2 separate regions of the Hordeum vulgare genome follow, and region 2 is linked to region 1. The links are chromatin contacts, called in public HiChIP or PLAC-seq maps. All regions are on one chromosome and are shown on one strand. The core of a region is the stretch at or near the end of the contact, and the rest is flanking DNA. Distances in the headings are between cores, read along the strand shown. Region 1 holds the start of LOC123403741 (alpha-galactosidase mel1-like). Region 2 holds the start of LOC123402736 (ATP synthase delta chain, chloroplastic-like).

Region 1 (6,547 bases), core at 2,677-5,176:
TTTGACATTCTGAAGTTTTGGAATTTATATGTCTTGGTGCTTTAGTTAGATTTGATACTTTCAGTAGTATACATTTGTCAACACATACACTGCACACACACATTGCTAGTATTGATTAAAATGCTTACTTTATTAGAAGTATGTTGTACAAAGGATTGCCAACAACTAGATAAATTACACCCAAACGTCCTATGCTTCCAAGTTCCAAGATGAACTGCCAACATTAGGGAGACTTCAACACTGGATTTCAAACAACATGGAGCCATGTGAGCTCACCACCGCTGAGATGTCCCCCTTCATGAGACTCCGGCTCTTTCCACTCAAGACTTCAGTGCAGGTGCACAGGTGTTTCCTTGCCAACTTTCTCCCTGCAACCTTCTCTAGATCCGGCACCCTTACAGCGATCTTCCTGCTCGCAGTGTCAAGGTTGAAGAAGGCCACGTAGATCTCTCCTGCTCCATGGAAGACGAAGAATCAGCACAAAGAAAAGGGATGCTTATTCGCCATGTGTGCATTGGCAAAGAAGCATGCTGCTTAGGTAAAATTACCTTTGTCTCCAGTTGCTGTCCATGCTCGTGCTCCAGTAGTTTCACTCTCTGTTGCATCAAACAAGAGTCCTACTTAGGTAAAAATAGCAATTAATTTGCGGTGACTCTATGGAGTAACTTATACCTCCTTCCTTGCTGGAGTGCACTGTAGCACACAATCCTGAGTAGCTGCTTACAAGGTGTCCATTCTCCGTTAGCTCCCAGACCTGCAGTTCTCGGTTTTTATTGGCAAAATATGAGCAATCGCGGCATAAATTCACTACCAAAGTTAATGAATAACAGCCCATTTTCTGGCTGTTGTGCCAGGTGGTAAATAGCTAAGCGAATCAAGCAACTTCATGATAAAGCTCCAAGAAACACTGGAAATCAGCCTCAGCCTATATGGATCCCGTTTCTTTTACTAGGATACCAATGTGTGTGCTTCATTTACCTGCTTCGAATGCCGTTCGCAGGTCGAGAACATGGGAGTCCGACTCGCTGAGCTTGTTCGCCATGGACTGGCAGATGCATCCAAGCAACCATCATCGGTGTCCATACCCGCCAGATGAAACTTCGCTTGGTCTTCCTCATTCCTCATGGTGACTCCATCCCTGGATAACATTAATATGTGTGGATCATACGTACAAGTGAAAATTTGAGTACTGCTTCCTTTCATGAATTGTTTCGTCGCATGGCACTTACACAGTTTGACGAAGTTTTGCTTTAGATATGCAAAATGAGGCATTGCGATTCTGGATTCCATAGCTTCTGCAAATTTGATCATTTGAGGAACTGTACCATCCGCTGGCTCTCTTGTCGCTGCAGGTACTGAGACCAAGAACAGTCCCACCATTGTTTGCCAGGTCCGAGCGTCCAGATTGTTCATTGGGTTCTGAAGTCCTTTCGCTGTGAATATCACCAAACTGTAAATACATACACAAGTTAGCTCGCCATGTTCAATATATGCTGCAGCAGGAATCTCCAGGCTCGGATTAAAATTTACTTTACCTCCATGTTGTTTTTAGTGTGGTGATTGATCTTCAGTAGAGTAGGGTGGGTGATCAGATTGAATGTTTCATCGTCGAGATGCCTCAAGTCCCCTCCATACATGAGGGGAGATTTGACCATCGACCAAAGTACCATCTGCAAGGTCATGCCAGTTTGCAAGAAATGTGGTAAGACTTTGGGCTGCAGCTTGAGAAACAGACAATGAAGTTTCTTCAAGTGCAATGCAAACCTGTGTTAATTGTTCGTCAAATGTAAGGTTGGTGCTTCTGTGAGGGCCCTGGTTAACACCTGTATGACAGAAAGATCAAGCATTTTCCAGTGATTGATTAGTCTGAGCCGCGCATTACAACAACAAAACAATGTCACAAAGGTTTATATGGTGCGAATGATCACCTGCATCAGTAAGCCTGCCGAATGGAAGCATGTCCAAGTCAGGCCAAGACCTTCCTCGCAGTGCGGTGGCGCCGATCTTATTCGCATCGGCGAATGATCTGGATATCATCATATATATGCAGGCGAAGAAGTTACAATAAGCTCACTGATTTTTTACTAGAGATTACAAGTAACAGCTACCAGATGCATATCATCATATCTACTCCCTCCGTTCTTAAATATAAGTCTTTCTAGAGGTTTCACTAATGGACTACATACAGATGTATATAGAGTATATATTAATTCATTTTGTTTCGTATGTAGACACCTAATGAAATATCTTAAAAGACTTATATTTAGGTACGGAGGGAGTATGACTTATCTGATGCTTACTGCCTACCTGGCGACGTCGAAATGCGGGCGAACATCTTTCCAGTTGTCCCAGTCGTCCCCCGTTATCCTGTACATGTCAACGTGCTGGCTGATGTTCTCGGCTAGTGCCGGAGTGGCTTCTGTTCCGGGGGAGATGGACAGGATGACCGGCCGCTCGAGCTCTTTCAGGGTCTGCAGTTAACGAAACACAATGTGTTCATACGCATGGACTGATTTCAACAGGCCACCACTCACCACCGATTGTGATCCCAGAATGGGTGTAGCGGCTACATTGCATGCGTACCTCTGAGACAGCCACGATCTCCTTGGGGCTGTAGTCCGTGCCGAAGATGCAATCTACCTTCACTGCAAACGGCAACAGTTTGGTGCATCATGTTAGCAACAGTTTCTTCCTGAAATTCAGAATAATGTAGTAACTGGAAAATGCTATGGAGTTTTGGAGCTGGACCCGGAGTTGGCATGCAGCTTACCGAAATCGACGCCCCAATCGGCGTATTGCTGGTAAAGAGACCTCAGGAAGGCTCGTCCGGCCCCCACGTCGGTGTTCACGCTCATGAACCCGTTGGACATCCACGCGCAGGTCCTGTGGGTGATGCCTATGTCGCGCGCCGTCCATTGCCGGCCGTCCTCCACGTATGCTTTTCCCTGAGTAAAATCATGTTCTCTCTTATGTTGTCTACTGGGTCCTCAAATATGCGCTAGCTCTCTGGGAGGAGATTCACAACAGGATTTTTCTTTTCTTACGGCCTAAGCGTATTAACTGCCAAGTAAGTGGATTTTGACGATGAAAACGGAGATCGGTTATTATTCCATTCTAAAAACGAAAAGAAAAGAGAAAAAAGGTCCAAGATTGAGGAGAGTAGTATACGGTGTGGACGTCGAGGACGGGGGTGCTGGCGTTGACGGCCTGGGTGCTGATCCCGTTCATGAGGTGGATGCCGAACTTGAGGCCCATGGCGTGGACCCTGTCGGCGATGTGCTTGAACCCCTTGCCGCCGGCGGAGGACGGGAACCTCTCGGGGTCCGGGAACGGGCGGCCCCACTGGTCGACGCTGTCGAAGCCGTACGAGTCCTTCCCCGACCCGTTGACGTTCTTCCGGTACCACAGGAAGTCGATCACCGCGTACTGCACGCATGCATATACACATATATATAGAGTGAGAGAGTGTGAGGGGAACGCATGATGATCCAAACCATGAGCTATACGTATATGAACCAACCGACCTGGTATCCGTGCGGGAGCAGCTTGTCGGCCATGATCTGCGCGTTGTGGAGGAAGGCGGCCTCATCGATGGTCCAGGAGAAGGAGTCGTACGAGTTCCACCCCCTCGGCGGCAGCATGGTGAGCTGCTGCCGGCGGCCGTCTCCGGCCGCATCGCAAGAGCCCCTGAAAGCATGTAACATGATCGCAATCAAGAATGGATACAGATTCAGATAAGAAAAATGTTTGAGACAGACAGATGATTAGCTGCTGCGTTGCAACATCATGCGTCGAGGGGGAGGACGGACCAGGTAAGAAGGGACGCGAGGAGGACGATGACGCAGAGGACGCGAGGAGAGGCTCCCATGGCCATGGAGATGATCGAGGTGTTGGTGGTGGGTGTGGCTGACGAGGGAGGGTTGGGAGCTCAATATATAGGCGGGCGGGGGCGATTGGAGTGGGACTGTGGACTGTGGAGTGTGGAGTGGAGATCGGGTCACACCTACGCACGTGTGGAGATCGGGTCACACCTTGCACGGGATAAGAAGCAAGAACCCGGTGTGCGCGCTCGTTTCGGCTGGATAGGGGATACGGCCGGTGGCATGGTGGTCCTGGGTTGGTTGGGTGTACCGTGTACCCTAGCGTTGCGCTGTCGAAACTCCATGGTTTCCGTTCTCCCTGGTTATCTGGATTTTATCCATGCGATCATCCAGCCGCGGGCCACATGTAGATTGTAGAGTCCATGTGTCAGTCGCGGGAGGCCCGGAAGCACATCAGCGCACCTGCCGGAGGGGTCCCCATGAGTCGGTGCCGTTCCCGGCGGGCGAGCTGGACAACCACATCATGTAATCATGCGGTGGCGGCGACGGCCCAAGTTGTGACAACGCCGGCGCTCGGTCAGCGCTTCTCCAACAACAGCCTAAAAAGCGCTCTGCGTGCCAAACTATTCGTTTTTTGTGCGTCGGACAACTACAACATGCTGTAAAATTGTTGAAGAAATTTGGCACGCACGAAAAAACGCTATCATGCAACATATTTGGGGTGTGGGCTTTTGCGCGCTTCAAAATTTACACTAACGCGAAACTTTTATGCAACTGTTGGAGATGCTCTGAGATACGATGCTAGGGACCGGTTGGGTCTCCACGCATCTTGGGCTCAATGGAGGGCTGCGAGGTAGGCCCATTTGATGGAGGAGCATCGCCATACAAATATACTACTCCCTCCATTGTCTCAAAAAAAGAACTCTCCCTCCCTTCCTAAATATTAGTTTTTGAAAGATTTCACTAACGGAATACATACAAATGTATATAGACACACTCTAGAGTATAGATTCACTCATTTTACTTCATATGTAGTTCCTAACGAAATCTCTAAAAAATATATATTTAGGAATGGAGGGAGTATATCACTAAACTCCCTAGGAGTTATCTAATTCTCAACAATATCACCAAGTCGTCGTCCCCTCATGTTAGGGTTTCTCCTTCCTCTCGGCGACTTTCAGCCGTCGTAGAGATCCACCCGTCCCCTCGCCAGCCCCCGCCTAGGTTCGTCGTCGGACTATTTCTGGTGACGCCTGGGGTGAGTCCTAGGCCTGTTAGGGTTTATCCACCCGGTGATCTGCTGTTTCGTCAGGCTAGGGTTTCTAGCGATGTCGAACTCAACCTCTGGTTCGGGATCAGGTGTGAAGTATGTTGATGAGATGATGCAGAATCTACGCATCACGGAGGATGATGTCGATGATGTGATTTTTGAAGAGGAACAGACTGTGCGGCCATCTACAAGGTGGATGGCCATAGCTAGGGTTCATACCCCGAAAAGCTACAACAAGTACTGGTTTTTTCACAACATGAGAGTTGCATGGGATTAGGCACAAGAGGTAGCAATCTGTCCGCTCGAGGAAAACCTATACACACTCCAGTTTTCTTGCCTGGGAGATTGGGAGCGCGTCATGGATGAAGGTCCATGGACTTTCAAGGGGAGTGCGGTGGTGCTAGCTGAGTATGATGGGTTTACAAAGCCATCCAAGATCAATCTGGACATGATGGTTATCTAGATCCAAATTCATGACCTACCTGACGGCTATTACCCCATGATCAAATCTCTTGCTGGTAAGGTGGGTGAGTACATCTATGCTGATCCGAGGTCACATGATTTTGAAGGCAACTTCTACCGTGTAAGGGTGAAAATCAACGTCTAGAAGCCCCTAAAGAATGCAATCTCGGTGGTAAAAGCCAAGGAAAGACAATGGTTTATCCTCAAATATGAACGACTTCCCGATTGGTGCGCGGTATGTGGACATCTTGGTCACCATTTTAAAGAGAACTTCGATGGCGTTCACGCCCCCAGTGTAATGCCCCAAGTGTAGACTTTCCTTTCTTGTAACCTTCCATGTGGGGCCACCTTGTCAGAAACCTTGAGGATATCTTTCGTGCTTTGAATCCATGTGTGTTCCCTAGCGCTTACTTCCCTTGCATGCATGAATTACATATCATTCCTTGCCATACTTATGATTGCATGCCATGATCATGTTGCATTTGAGTTTGATAGGAGTAGTGTTGTGGTGTTGTGAGTGCATGTGATCTTGCTAAGATTAAGTGGTGGTTTTGCACTACCTTGTGAGCATGTGATAATGGTGTGTGATGCAAGAGGAGTGCTAGTCTTTTAAGCTCTTGCTTTCAAACTCCTTTTCCCCTCCTATTTTATTCTTGTCAAAATTCCTTTTTCTCACAGATGTTTCTAAAATGTCTAGTGGGTAGATAAAAATTGCTTATGAAGGGGTGCAATTTTTCTGATTTGATTCTTTGATTTTGGTGGTGCAAATAAATACAAAACAGTAGGTTAATTACTGTTTTGCATTTATTTCGAACATCTCCAAATATTGCATTCCTATTTTTCCCTATTGGGCTATTATTTCTTGTGCCTAGCAGGTTTTTCCTTTTAATTTTTATCCTTGTATTTTTCTTGGGTAATATTTTTTTTTCTTCCCTGAAAGCATTCTTTTCTCTATTGACTATTTGGTTAAACTTCCTGTGCATCTGATTCCTTC
Region 2 (6,547 bases), core at 2,034-4,533, 190 kb before region 1:
GCAAGGCTTGTGTGTGATGTTGTATTACCGAGTGGGCCCCGAGATACCTCTCCGTCAGACGGAGTGACAAATCCCAGTCTCGATCCATACTAACTCAACTAACACCTTCGGAGATACCTGTAGAGCATCTTTATAGTCACCCAGTTACGTTGCGACGTTTGATACACACAAAGCATTCCTCCGGTGTCAGTGAGTTATATGATCTCATGGTCATAGGAATAAATACTTGACACGCAGAAAACAGTAGCAACAAAATGACACGATCAACATGCTACGTCTATTAGTTTGGGTCTAGTCCATCACGTGATTCTCCTAATGACGTGATCCAGTTATCAAGCAACAACACCTTGTTCATATTCAGAAGACACTGACTATCTTTGATCAACTGGCTAGCCAACTAGAGGCTTGCTAGGGACGGTGTTTTGTCTATGTATCCACACATGTAAATGAGTCTTCATTCAATACAATTATAGCATGGATAATAAACGATTATCTTGATACAGGAATTATAATAATAACTATATTTATTATTGCCTCTAGGGCATAATTCCAACAGGGTAGGCAGACGACAAAGAGTGGAGGTGGGGAGGAGGTGGAGGCAGACGGCCAAGAGTGGAGGTGGAGGCAGACGGGAAAGAGTGGAGGGGGGAGGAGGTGGAGGCAGACGGCAAAGAAGAGGGTGAGGCAGACAGCAAAGCCTCCGTTAGCCCCTAACGGAGGCAACGCATGTCGGCTGCCGTCTCGACATCTTTGCCGACTGCTCTTATGAAAAGCTGACGGCAAAGCTCTTTGCCGTCCGCTTCGTTGAGGCTGACGGCAAAGAAGCTACAATGCCGTCGTAGGCTGACGCAGAATTTTTGCCGACAGGAGTTTTCTTTGCCGTCTGTGATGGCAGACGGCAAAGAAGCTAATTCCTGTAGTGTTCTCTGGTTTGCCGATATCTTTTATTGTCTCATCCTCAATGAACATCAAATCCCAGCTTGTCACAATTTTTCTGTTGGCTGGATCCCACAACCTGTAGCCGAAGTCTTCACTCGGTTGGCTGAGGTAGATGCACTGCTTTGTCTTGCTATCAAGCTTGGATCTTTCGTCCCTTGGGACATGTACAAATGCCCTGCAACCAAAGACCTTCAGGTGCTTGTATGATACCTCCTTCCTTGACCAAACTCTTCGAGGAATATCACCTGCAAGAGGAACTGAGGGAGATAGGTTAACCACATACATATCATTCACCAATGCTTCAACCCTTGTGAGCAGCACTTCCAACAACAATCAAGCAACTGAGATTAGCAACCTTCTAAGCAGGCAAGGCTCCGATGCCACTTTGTTGGGAATTAACACACAAATGCACTTGTGGTTAACCGAAAACTGCGTCAGAAACAAAATAATCTGTACATCACATCATGTACTAACTCAAGGATCGTTGCTTAGCATAGAAGGAAACATATGTGGCAGCATATATGGAGGAAAAATGTTACTCATCACACAAGACGCTCCTCGGACAATTGTCTTGTGGCAGGAGTGACTTTCTGGACAGCAACAAACATCAAAAAAAGAGACACCGGATTTTTACGTAGAAAACCCCTCAGCTTGAGGGGGAAAACCATGGGCCGAAGCCACCCAAATCCTCTTCCACTATTATCAAATGTGGGATACACCAAGTTTCTTCTCTAGATAGCACTCGATGATCTCATACATCAAGATCACTGAATCTTGAATGAACACAACATGATTTGGGGTTCAGGAGCTAGGGATTGGAACAATCTCACCAAAGATGGTGGAACCGCACCTTGAAGGAGACAAGATAGTGGATCTGAATCATCACAACCTTGGGGAGGAGCTCCCTTTGCTTCTTCCTTCAATCTTTCTCGTCTTCCCTTTCTCACTTGGTTTCTCTATTCTTCTCCAATGGAGGTTGAACTGATTTTTGTCATCCTTGATGGTGGCTGCTGGATGGAGGGTAAAGCATCCCCATCCACTCACATGCAAAGACCAAAATGATCCTAGGTCATAACCCTAATGGATAGTGGGCTTCTGCACCTCTTTTGAGCTGCTTAAAAGGCCTCAAACGATCATCTGCTTACAACCCACATAAGTAGGATCTCCCAAGAGATTGCAACCTGAACAAAAAGAAAAGAAAAAGGCCTTATGTTTCTTCTGGACGGTGATGTAAACAAGACTTGGTGGTTTCATTTTAGTGAAACCCCTTCACCGTTCTTTTATAAAAGCAACACAGAAAATATATAATGATCCATAGGACCAAATAGTGCTGGCGCAATCTTCTCATTTTAGATCATACGGTTATTTGTGCTGCTTTGTTCAGCCCAGGACTGAGTTGCCTCCTCCTATATCCTGCACAGATTCCTAGCAAGTGAACAGCAAACTAGCTGCACATCAGGTTTAAGTGCAACATATTTTATTGCTTTAAAAAAATAGTGTACCAAAATAAATCACATATAATGTACTCCCTCCGTTCCTAAATATAAGTCTTTAAAGAGGTTTCATTAGTGAACTACATACGGATGTATATAGACATACTTTAGAGTGTAGATTCACTCATTTTGCTCCGTATGTAGACCCCTAATGAAATATCTTAAAAGACTTATATTTAGGAACGGAGGGAGTATGTGTGTAGGATTGCGCTCTGGAAAAAAAGGAAAGGAAGAAAAGGCTGTTGGGGCTTCATGTTTCTGCTAGACTTTGATGTAAAATGACTTGGTGGTTTCATTTCAATGTAACGGAACTGGGGAGCTCCCTACCTTTTTTTGTGTGTTTGAGAGAGAGAAGCTCCCTCCTTTGTTCTTCCTATAAACCAAGAAGAACAAATATACGATGATCCACAACACCAGATAGCGTTGCTGCAATTTTCTCATTTTAGATCACAATTATTTGTGTTGTTTGCTCAGCCCGTGACTGAATTTCGTCCTTCTATATTTTGCGCAAATTTCCGCAAAGCCGGGATTTCTTCAGGCAAGTCCATGGTCCAATTTGTTTGAATTTTCCTTTTCGAAACCTATGAATACACATCTGAATTATTCGAATAAACAGGTGACTGAAAACCCCGCTGTCTGAAGCCTGATGATCTCCAGGTGCCGCCTCTATCCTGTCATCGTTGCACACGGTCATCCATTTCTTATCCACCTCATCCCACCGCAGGCCACACATCTCCGGCCACGCGGGACGCCGACGGCCCCCCTCCGCCGTCCGATCTCGCAGCCACCGGATCCCGCCCGTCCATTCCCCACCCAAACCCCTCTCCCTCTCTCCTCTTCCCACCAGAGAGCAGACCAAACTACCAAAGGCAGCCAAGCCAGCTCCGCACCACTCCCCACCCCACGCTCCACGACGCGCGCGCGCGAGCGAGCCATGGCCGCCCTCCGCCTCGCCTCCTCCGTCACGCTCTGCCCCGCGGCCGCGGCCGCGTCGCCCTCGTCCGCCGCCGCGCCCCGCGCCGCCTCCTTCGCCTGCGCGGTCGCGCGCGGGCTCCCGTCCCTCCGCCTGGCCGCGCCCCGCCGCCGCCGCGGCGACCTCGGCAGGCCCAGGGCCGCCGGCGCCGAGGCCGCGGCCGAGAACTACGCGACCGCGCTCACGGAGGTGGCCGCCGAGAGCGACCTCCTCGACGCGACCGTCGCGGACATGGAGAAGCTGGAGAAGATCTTCGCCGAGGAGGCCATCGCCGAGTTCTTCGACAACCCCACCGTGCCGCGCGAGGAGAAGACGGCGCTCATCGACGAGATCGCCAAGTCGTCGGAGCTGCAGCCGCACACCGTCAACTTCCTCAACGTCGTCATCGACAACACCCGCGCGGGCCTGATGCCGCAGATCGTGCGCGAGTTCGAGACCGCCTACAACGCGCTCACCGGCACCGAGGAGGCCGTCGTCACCTCCGTCGTGCAGCTCGAGTCGCAGGACCTCGCGCAGATCGCCACGCACGTGCAGAACATCACCGGCGCCGCCAACGTCCGGATCAAGACCCGCCTCGACCCGGAGCTCATCGCCGGATTCACCGTGCAGTACGGCCGCGACAGCTCCAACTTCATCGACATGAGCGTCCGCAAGCAGATCGCGGAGATCACCTCCGAGTTGGAGATGCCCTCCGTTAACCTCGAAGTCTGATGCTTAGGTCCTCTTTTTTCTGCCGTCTCTATACATCTTCTTCTGTATCATTATTATCCGGTGAAATGTTAAAATACATAACTTGGTTCCAGCATCTGTAGTTGTGTCAACTCCTTTTGAATTTCACAGGAGAAATTTCTGTACTGTGTGCTGTGCACAAGAGGGAAACCAACCTGCAAATCAGATTGGAACTACTACAACCAAAGGGGAAACGGAGACACAATTTTTTGTTAGATTGTTGTCAGTAGAGTCAAAAGGTCCATGTACACATATGCACTGCATAACCTCGACAACAAGTGTTTGTTTATACGGAGTACATTGTAACTTGGAGAGCGTTATCTCTTTACAATTCAGATAAATTCAGTCCACATCAACACCAATGTCACTAGTTTGAGCGTTTGCAGCTGCAAACGTTTGCTGCATTAGGAATGTGCATTCGTAGAAGAATGTTCTTAAGCCTGAAGTTCCAGTCTTTCAGTTTAAATTAGGTGAACTGCCGGCTTATCTTTTGAGAACTATCCATTTAACATTTTAACCTGTGATGGTTTTCCATTCTTTTGCAGTAATTGCTGTCACAAGGATTTGCAACACCCGATAAGAGCGTTGATCTTCTTCAGACCTGGAGATGTGACGGAGGGAGGAGGGCATTCTTTTCTGCAAAAAATAGTAATGACATAAATCATTTTTTTGGCAGGAGCCAGCCATTGTAATTTCTTTTTTGCCTTTGTGCTGTTGAGATCTTGTAATAACAATATGCCCCAAAATACTCAACTATAGCAGAGTTCGCTCCTCCAAGTTCAGGCAATGAAGTTTAACAACATGTATAGCTATGTATCCGCCGATGAAGTTGTTTGTAGACGTGTATAGGATCCGGCATTGCTATCAAGTGGCAGCCAAGATCATGTTGCGTTCTGTATTTCCGTTTCATCGTGTTCATCCATGGCTTACACTCAAAAAGGCGTCAGGTGTAGCTGTTCAGTTGTTTTGCTTCTGCTGCTCCTACAAGTACGCAGTTCTGTGTCTTTGCCACTCTGCTGTGTAATTGTTCTGAAGTCCCATCCCCAATCAGTATTGTGTCTTCCTGCATTGCTTTAGTCATGGCCACACCCTTCAAAGGAGTTCTGTGAATTGTATTCATGCACTTATCTACTCCCTCCGTTCCAAAATAATTGAGTTCTAGGTTTCTCTTAAGTCAAACTTGTTTAAGTTTGACCTGCTTCTACAGAAAAATGCGGTAAGATCAACGGTCTTATAAAAGTTTACAGAGAGGAGTATTTCATAAATAATCTTATGAGACTAATTTAGTGCTCTAGATATTAATATGTTTTTCTATAGACGTGATCAAGGCGGTCATCATCATAAGTAAGGCATGTGGCTTCTCGGACATCTGGGAGATGTTTAAGCCCACTATATGACAAGACGTTGGCTCCTTAACCATGTGCGAAACCTGCAAAGGATATGCAAAAATAACACGTCCAGGCTGAGTGTAATTAGCATGATATATAGCTTAATTAATGACCATCAGCACACCGGATCCGTGGCGCAATGGTAGCGCGTCTGACTCCAGATCAGAAGGTTGCGTGTTCGATTCACGTCGGGTTCAATACCCCCGATTCTAAACTGGTTCCTTTTTGGAAAAAGTCCAAAAAAAACCTTGAACTGGTAGACGATGATGAGATCGAACCCTGAAGTGGTAATCCCGGAGGGCAGTCAGTGAGGGAGAGCACGGTGACGGCGGCGTGCGATGTCTTGGTCTTCGTGGGCATCTTCTGCTCCGGGATTCCGTCGAGCAAGTGGACGGAGGGGCATGGAGTCGAGGTCCCCTGTGCCCTACAGGGAGGACGCAATGGCTTACGAGCCGGAGAAGAAGTGCCGCTGCAATCCTCCCCGGAAGGCCCCCCGATGGATCTCGTGGAGCAAGCACAATCCCGGGAGGAGATACTATGCCTGCGTGGATGCCATGGTAAGCTTACGAGCCGGAGAAGAAGTGTCGCTGCAATCCTCCCCGGAAGGCCCCCCGATGGATCTCGTGGAGCAAGCACAATCCCGGGAGGAGATACTATGCCTGCGTGGATGCCATGGTAAGCTTACGAGCCGGAGAAGAAGTGCCGCTGCAATCCTCCCTGGAAGGCCCCCCGATAGATCTCGTGGAGCAAGCACAATCCCGGGAGGAGATACTATGCCTGCGTGGATGCCATGGTAAGTTGTTGCTGTTCATGTCTGTTCTTCCTCTGCTCCTATCCGTTTCTAATTGCTGTGATTGATTTTGTTTGAATGGATAGCATGGTGGGTGTGGCTATGTTGAATGGCATGATCCGGAGCTTCCAAAAAAATTTAGTGATCTCATTGGAAATTTGAAGGATGAGGTTTGGAGGCTCAGGGGAATAGGTTCTGCTGCTGGAGTTGATGATGAATGTCCAATGCTGGGTGT

Evidence for each region. HiChIP or PLAC-seq counts read pairs in DNA pulled down with a chosen protein or histone mark.
Region 2: an H3K4me3 HiChIP or PLAC-seq map of embryo shows a contact between it and region 1, with 4 times the contacts expected there. The contact joins the promoter of LOC123402736 here to the promoter of LOC123403741 in region 1. A contact is called at or near these places in 1 of 6 Hi-C or Micro-C datasets (seedling) and 1 of 1 datasets of contacts at active chromatin or transcription factors (embryo).

What each region holds. Positions count from the first base shown.
Region 1 is chr6H:502,101,993-502,108,539 of MorexV3_pseudomolecules_assembly, reverse strand. LOC123403741 (alpha-galactosidase mel1-like) reads right to left here and starts at 3,926. Exons shown (of 14, transcript XM_045097654.1): 1 at 3,810-3,926; 2 at 3,525-3,687; 3 at 3,169-3,426; 4 at 2,771-2,945; 5 at 2,584-2,645; 6 at 2,308-2,471; 7 at 1,929-2,026; 8 at 1,765-1,823; 9 at 1,536-1,670; 10 at 1,230-1,450; 11 at 979-1,138; 12 at 673-754; 13 at 549-596; 14 at 112-452. The coding sequence starts at 3,874. The coding sequence ends at 235. LOC123403742 (a long non-coding RNA gene) reads left to right here and starts at 359. Exons shown (of 2, transcript XR_006611545.1): 1 at 359-538; 2 at 1,001-1,287.
Region 2 is chr6H:502,289,112-502,295,658 of MorexV3_pseudomolecules_assembly, reverse strand. LOC123402736 (ATP synthase delta chain, chloroplastic-like) reads left to right here and starts at 3,283. Exons shown (of 2, transcript XM_045096688.1): 1 at 3,283-4,123; 2 at 4,680-4,940. The coding sequence starts at 3,367. The coding sequence ends at 4,116. It overlaps TRNAW-CCA (a tRNA gene), which reads left to right and starts at 5,648; the gene lies at 5,648-5,719.